2 separate regions of the Sus scrofa genome follow, and region 2 is linked to region 1. The links are chromatin contacts, called in public Hi-C maps. All regions are on one chromosome and are shown on one strand. The core of a region is the stretch at or near the end of the contact, and the rest is flanking DNA. Distances in the headings are between cores, read along the strand shown.

The links. A called contact is a pair of places that touch in the nucleus more often than the background predicts.
Region 2: a contact with region 1 is called in a Hi-C map of skeletal muscle, with 4 times the contacts expected there. The contact joins two enhancer-like sites. A contact is called at or near these places in 1 of 5 promoter capture datasets (liver), 20 of 47 Hi-C or Micro-C datasets (alveolar macrophages, brain, embryonic fibroblasts and 11 more) and 1 of 2 datasets of contacts at active chromatin or transcription factors (skeletal muscle).

The regions. Positions count from the first base shown.
Region 1 is chr13:200,168,088-200,171,662 of Sscrofa11.1, forward strand. It overlaps a transcript of CLDN14 not described here. Among named protein-coding and RNA genes, the nearest start is that of CLDN14, 40 kb to the left of the region's middle. Within about 2 kb of position 1,279, at least 8 of the 83 cell types and tissues checked have an H3K27ac peak or open chromatin away from gene starts, as enhancers often do. A contact at or near this core is called in skeletal muscle, where this site is marked.
Region 2 is chr13:200,569,228-200,572,945 of Sscrofa11.1, forward strand. The region is part of intron 5 of HLCS (biotin--protein ligase); the gene reads right to left. Among named protein-coding and RNA genes, the nearest start is that of HLCS, 48 kb to the right of the region's middle. Within about 2 kb of position 1,539, at least 4 of the 83 cell types and tissues checked have an H3K27ac peak or open chromatin away from gene starts, as enhancers often do. A contact at or near this core is called in skeletal muscle, where this site is marked.

The DNA.
Region 1 (3,575 bases), core at 29-2,528:
TGGAGGGGGAGCATGCAACCCGGTGGACCATGTGGCAGGGAACCCAAAGCTCCCAGGCATCATGGCCACCACCACCAGGTGACAAAACCCAGAGACAACTTGCTTGAGTATTTAATTACTATGTGGAAATGGAAAGGGATTGGGGTTGGTTAACTAAACAAAAAGCCTGGCCCCGCTTCACAAATAGAGGGAGTGCCTTGGCTACTAGCAGTGCTGTTACTTTTTGCAAATACACACACACATTTGTTGTTTAATTTTTTTAAAGCTTTTTAGGGCTGCACTTGCGGCATATGGAGGTTCCCAGGTTAGGGGTCCAGTTGGAGCTACAGAAGCTGGCCTACACCACAACCACAGCAACGCAGGATCCGAGCTTCATCTGGGACCTGCATCACAGCTCACGGCAATGCCAGATCTTTAACCCACTGAGCAAGGCCAGGGATCAAACCCTCAATCTTGTGGCTCCTCATTGGATTCATTTCTGCTGTGCTGCGACAGGAACTCCTGTTGTTTAACTCTACCCTGCACGGTGCCAATTCATTCTGATACCATTAGCCTCAGAAATACTTTCCCTAAAAATTATATGTAATTAAACACACACACACACACACACACACACACACACTTTACTCTCAGGATGAGCGCTAGGGAGGGAGGCCTGTCCCCTTTGGGACCTTCAGCTCAGCACCCTGCACTAGACAGTATTTTCAGTGCTCTCCTCAGTTGAGTGTGTTCTGCAAATCACACCACTTACTCTGCTTTGGTCTTTCTCTCTGCCAGCTGTGGGTGGGTGGGTGGGTGGAGGGGGAGCATGCAACCCGGTGTTTCATGATCTAGGTAACAGTTTTGACCCCTTGTTTTGGGTAAATGGTGTTTGGGTGGTTACTCTGGACTTGCCTCAAAGGACAAAGGAAGGGTATTATGTTGGATGTCAGAGAGCCAGTTTCCAGGCAGCTCAAGTTACCTTCATGGAAATGGAGAAGCAGAGGGTGAAGTTCTGCCAGCCACTGGGGAGAGATGGCAACTAGCCCTGTAAGCAAGCAGTACTGAGGCCTGGGCATACAAAGAGGGCATCAAGGCAGAAGGCAGAATTACCCTTCTAAAGACCCAAAGGGCAATCCTGTCTAACCTCTGTGCACCTTCTGTGTCATGGCCTATCTGACACATGCTGGGGTGCCCCGGTTGCCAGGAGTGGTGGGCAAGGGGCAGGCAGGCTCAGAGCCACCCCCTCCAGGAACAGGGAGCACTCAGGCTTCCCAGTACCGTTGGAAAGAAACCACATTTCCTTTTAGCCAGGGTGGGCCAGCTGAACAGCTGCAGCATCACTGAAAACAGTAGCAAGACAGAGAGAGAGTCTTTTCTAGATCCGCCTTCAGGGGAAACAGCGGGGGAGAGGGGACGAGTACTTAAATAGGGCCTGGAATGCGGGGTTCTCAAGGGCCTGTGTAGGACAGTGTCTTCCGAGACAGGCGGGTGCCATTCACTGTGGGGCTTTTGTTTGCTGGGGGGGAGTAGAGGGAGGGATGGGCTGCCAATTTGGGGCCAGAAATGAATTCTCTGCAGGTGGGGGACAGGGTGAGGCTACCTCCTGGGGCTATTTTCTCCCACTGGGCCCTTCCTTTATTTATTTAGAGAACTCAGCCTTTCCTCTAAGTAAATACCAAAGAGACATTTTAAAACCACCCCTTTAAGACAGCAGCATATTGTCATCCGGGTCTCCACCTGGCAGAGGGCATGGCTGCCGTGCTCCCAGCCTTACGTCCTGACTTCCGGCGGAGCAGGAGGAGCCCCGCCCGCGGAGGACGGCACTTCCGGTGTCGGCCATCTTGGGAGGAAGCCCCGCTCGGACCGGAAGTGCACGGGGAGCGCGGCCTGAGGCCTCACCTGGGGCTGCACTAGGGGAAGGGGAGTGGGTGTGGGGTTTACCAGTTGGAAGCAGGAATTGGCATGGGGTGAAATTATGCAGACCCAGAGAAAGGGAGCTGTGCCGAGACAGCTGAGGTCCATGGAGGGTGATAGATCTGGTGGGGGCAGAGTCACTGTGGTGGGCAGGGCTGTCCAGGCACGAATTTTCTCCATGTAACCACCTCAGAGGCCTGGAGATCTTCTCATGAGGAAAGCAGGAGTCACCCCCTTAGAGGCACTGGTTTTAGATCAACATCTTAGAAACAAGAAGTCGGTTTCCTCATCACCTCCGCAACCTGTTAGTCCTCGAAAGACCATAAAGGCTCAGGGCCCTGCTGTAGACATCCTGCACCTGGTCTCGTGGGAGAGGTCCAGCCTTTGCTAGAGTGAACGGCATGAACAATCAAAGCCCGTTGCATCCAGGGCTCAACTGGAGTCTTGGCCTCCTCCTCATCCTCAAACCTGGAGAATACAACTCCCGGCTCAAGCCCAGCAAGTAGTGAGCTTCCCAGGACATTCTCCCACCAGCCAGACTGGAAATACTGGAAAAGCCAAGGTAGCTGCCCTCAGAGGCAGGGCTGGTATTTTCTTTTCTTTGGGCCAGTTTGGTTTTAACTAGAAACTGGAATAATAATTATAATGATACATGTTTACAGATCTTAACTAATTAATCCCTCAGAGTCCACTTTTGGGGGGGGAAAGCATTCGACCCACCTCATACATCAGGAAAACAGGGCCATGTGGTTTGGCTGGGCTGGGTGGTCGCTGGTGTCAGTACAAGAGCGGAGGCCTGGACTTCAGCAGTTCTTGACTTCTTGGCCTGTGTCCAGATTGCTGGGCCTCGCAACCCCTAGAAAGGTAACACATGAGAAATTGAAGTGGGCCAGACCATAAACCATCAGGAGCAGTTGGCTCTAGTTAGGAGGGCGGGCTCCACGGCCCTGCCTGTGCCTGTTTCTTTTGGAGAGACAGGCTTGGAGAGGAGGAAAAACCTATTTCTCCAGGGCTGTTTTGCCCACCTCTAATTACCAGTTAAAACAAAACATTCTATAGAGAAAACGGCCCTTGAAAGAAAACCCAAGTTGCTGGGAAGGTTTCATCTTTCCCTTTCAAATCCCAAGGTCCACAGCCATGTAATTCAGTGTTGGCCTGAAAAAATATTTGACTACAGAAACACCCACCTGGGGTTTTGGGGACACCCGTGCCCAGGCTGGGGGTGGAGGAGCCTGCATGGTAACCCTCAGCCAAATCCCTCCAGTTGGGTTCTGACCTACTTATTATGAACCCTCTTAAACCCCTTTTAACCAAAAGTATCTAGGTTTTTTCCTAATTCTTCTCTATCTGCCAGCAATATTTTTTCTCAACAAATTAGGGTGAGGTAGAAGGTGTGGGTGAAGAGAGAAGGATAATCCAGGTCTTTCAAGGCCATGGCTGTTTCAATGGAAGGGAGGAGAAACACAGAGCAAGGCAGGCTAGGAACCTTTCAACCCCAACAGTTGAAGACACATATAGAGGTACCCAAGTTGGCAAAGAAATCCAGGCTGGGTCCCCAGGGAAAATCACTTTTTAAAAAAATAAGCAAGCAGGCATGGTCCAGCATGATCCTCTCAGAGTGTATCAAGGCCGATTACCAGGCCCGTTTGAGAGCAGAGCCTTGCTGTCTCAATGGATTC
Region 2 (3,718 bases), core at 289-2,788, 400 kb after region 1:
TCGAACCTGCATCCTCATGGATGCTAGTCAGATTCATTAACCACTGAGTCACCACGGGAACTCCAGATTTTTTTTCTTAATTGGAGAAGCCTAGGTAAGTCAGAAAAATACGTGAGACTCTGGAGTTCCCTTTGTGGCTCAGCGATTAACGAACCCAACTAGGATCCATGAGGATGTGGGTTCAAGCCCTGGCCTCACTCAGTGGGTTAAGGATCCAGTGTTGCCATGAGCTGTGATGTGGGTTGAAGATTTGGCTGGGATCTGGCATTGCTGTGGCTGTGAAGTTCCGATTTGACCCCCTAGCTTGGGAACTTCCATATGCCAAGGGTTTGGCCCTAAAAAGCAAAAAAAAAAGAGTAATTCCTGGAGTTCTTACTGAGGTGCAATGGGGTGAGTTAAAAATCCAGCTGGTCTCTGTGGAGGTGCCTATTCGATCCCCTGCAAAGGAATTTCCATATGCAGCAGGTGTGGCCAAAAAAAAAATTAAAACATTCCCTTAGGTAGAAGGGGTTTTTTTTTGACACATTTACAAATATCAAAACCATTCTTATTAACAATACCTGTTTGGGCAGAGGGAGAAATGTTTCGCAACCAATTTGGGGTTGAATCAAAATGAAACTTAGACAAAAAAAAAAAAAAAAAAAAAAAAAGGAGTTCCTGTCGTGGCGCAGTGGTTAACGAATCCGACTAGCCATGAGGTTGCAGGTTCGATCCCTGCCCTTGCTCAGTGGGTTAACGATCCGGCGTTGCCGTGAGCTGTGGTGTAGGTTGCAGACGCGGCTCGGATCCTGCGTTGCTGTGGCTCTGGCATAGGCTGGCAGCTACAGCTCCAATTAGACCCCTAGCCTGGGAACCTCCATATGCCGCAGACACAGCCCAAGAAATGGCAAAAAAGACAAAAAAAGACAAAAAAAAAATGAAACTTATACTGGTTTTTGTTTTTAAGCACATGTGATCCATCCCACAACTCCCACACCACCAAAATTACACACATGCACAACATGGTAATTTTTTTGCTCAGTTGCTTTAATAACAAACCCAGTTGTCACTTCTCGTTTCGGTTACATCTTGACCCCAAGGCAAAGGAACCACATGCCCTGTGGCGGGACTCCTGCCAACATCCTGCCTGCTTCTGGGACTCAGGCTGCCTCCATGCCACTAACTACCAGCTGTAAGGAACGCCCAAAGAATCCCAGCTTTTTTTAAATTTTTAACTGGCCACACCCATATCATATGGAAGTTCCCAGGTCAAGGACTGGATTCAAGCCACAGCTGAGACCTACACCACAGCTGCAACAATGCTGGATCCTTAACCCACTACGCCAGGCCAGGGATAAAACTCTCACCTCCCCAACTACCGCAGTCAGATACTTAACCCACTGTGCTGGTGCGGGAACTCCAAGAATCCCAGGTTTATTGTTTCAGAAAGAGCAGGGGTGCCCAAGATCCAAACGGGGTGTCACAGGACAAGAGGGACAAGCTCTCCCAGGCTGCTGAGCTCTGCAAAGGGTTCTGCATGATCCCGCCCCCTTCCTGCTCTTCCTCCACCTCCTCCTCCCTCCAGGGGGATGGAAAAGGACCCGCTGGGGGCGGAGGTGCCGTCCCAGCCTGTCCAAAGCCACCAGCTGCCCCTCTGGACACAAACCCCTATTATCTCACTGCACATCTTCCTTCTGGCATTTCCCTGGCAGAACTAAAAACACCGACAGAGCCCAGAGAAATGGAAACAAGAGGGTGAGTTTCTGGACCAATTAGGCTTAGGGACTAACAGGGAAAGAGTGTGGCTCTTCTGTGAAATCAGTTTGTTGTGCACAAACACACGGGTGCCCCCCCCAACGCACACACACAGGAAAGGTGGATCCTTGCTAATGGCCCGTCCCACCAACAGTGGGAGGCCGGGCTGGCCGCCTAGCAGTCTCACTCCACAGACCCTGTGGCCCCCACGTTGAGTCTCAGGATCTAGCCACGCCTTCAGAAAGGAAGCTACCTGTTTAAAGGGGGCTGCCACCAAGACATCATGTCAACATGTATGTGGTCTCCTTTGAGAAATGGTTCACAATAGCTCCAAAGGCAAGAAACAGCGACATCCAATCAGCGGTACACTTGGTGGGGACACTTGAATTAGCAACTACAACCAGGGAGTTCCCACTATGGCATGGTGGGTTAAGGATCTGACTGCAGCGGCCTGGGTTGCTGCTGAGGTGCAGGTTTGAACCCCGACCCGGCACAGTGGGTTAAAAGATCTGACATAGCTACAGCTGTGGCTCAGTTTCAGGCCCTAGCCCAGGAAGGTCTTTATATCACAGATGTGGCTGTAAAATTAAAAAAAAAAAAAAAAAAAAAATGGAGTTCCCATTATGATGCAGTGAAAATGAATCCAACTAGAAACCATGAGGGTGCAGGTTCAACCCCTGGCCTCGCTAAGTGGGTTACAGATCCGGCATGGCTGTGGCGTAGGCCGGCAGCTATAGCTCCGATTTGACCCCTAGCCTGGGAACCTCCATATGCCCCAAGTGCAGCCCTAAAAAGCAAAAAAAAAGTAAGTACAATCCAGCCACAGGAGCAAATGGATGGAGAGCAGAGGCCCTGACACACACATGCTGACCTGAGGGCTTCAAATCAAACCTAATCGTCGTAGCCAGAGTAAAGTCATTTAGTAACAAAGCTAACCCTTCTACAATGATTAATATAGGTGTCAAATGTTAAATAAAATATCAATACCCGGCCTTTTGCTTTGACCATTTATGAGATGCCTTCCAAGTCCAATGACATACAGTAATTTGGTTTTCTAATTTGTTGTTGTTGTAATTGTTTGTTTGTTTGTGTTTTTGTCTTTTCTAGGGCTGCACCTGCGGCACATGGAGGTTCCCAGGCTAGGGGTGGAATCAGAGCTGCAGCTGCCAGCCTATGCCACAGCCAGAGCAATGCTGGATCCGAGCCATGTCTGTGACCTTTACCACAGCTCACGGCAACGCCAGATCCTTAACCCACTGAGCGAGGGATTAACCTGCAACCTCATGCTCCTAGTCAGATTCGTTAATCACTAAGCCACAATGGGAACGCCATGGTTTTCTAATTTTTAATAACTGATTTTGCTCACTATAAAAATAATGCACATTCATAATAAAAAATTTAGAAAGTACAAAGGTATTTCTTTTTTTTGGCCTTTTTTGCCTTTTCTAGGGCCACTTCCCATGGCATATGGAGGTTCCCAGGCTATGGGTCTAATCGGAGCAGTAGCCTCCAGCCTATGCCAGAGCCACTGCACCGCAGGATCCAAGCCAAGTCTGTGACGTACACCACAGCTCACAGCAACCCAGGATCCTTAACCCATTGAGCAAGGCCAGGGATCGAACCCGCAACCTCATGGTTCCTAGTCGGATTTGTTAACCACTGAGCCATGACGGGAACTCCCCAAAGTCATTTCTTAAAGTGCATTAAAATAGTTACGCCCACCACCCAAAAATATACCCCTCGCGTACACTGTATATCCTTCCAGTCTGTTTTCTACAGACACATGTATGTGGCGTACAAGTGTGTGGGTTGTATGGTTTTACTACATGCTGCGATTTTGCAGAGCCCTAAATTTCAGTCCTGCTCCTGGAAGATTCAATTAAATGGAAGACCTTGGTTGGAAAAGAAGTCCAGCTCAGCCGCCCAGAGACTGCACCTCCACAGAGCCTTGAATTCGTGTCATGCAGGGTGACACGCATGAAGT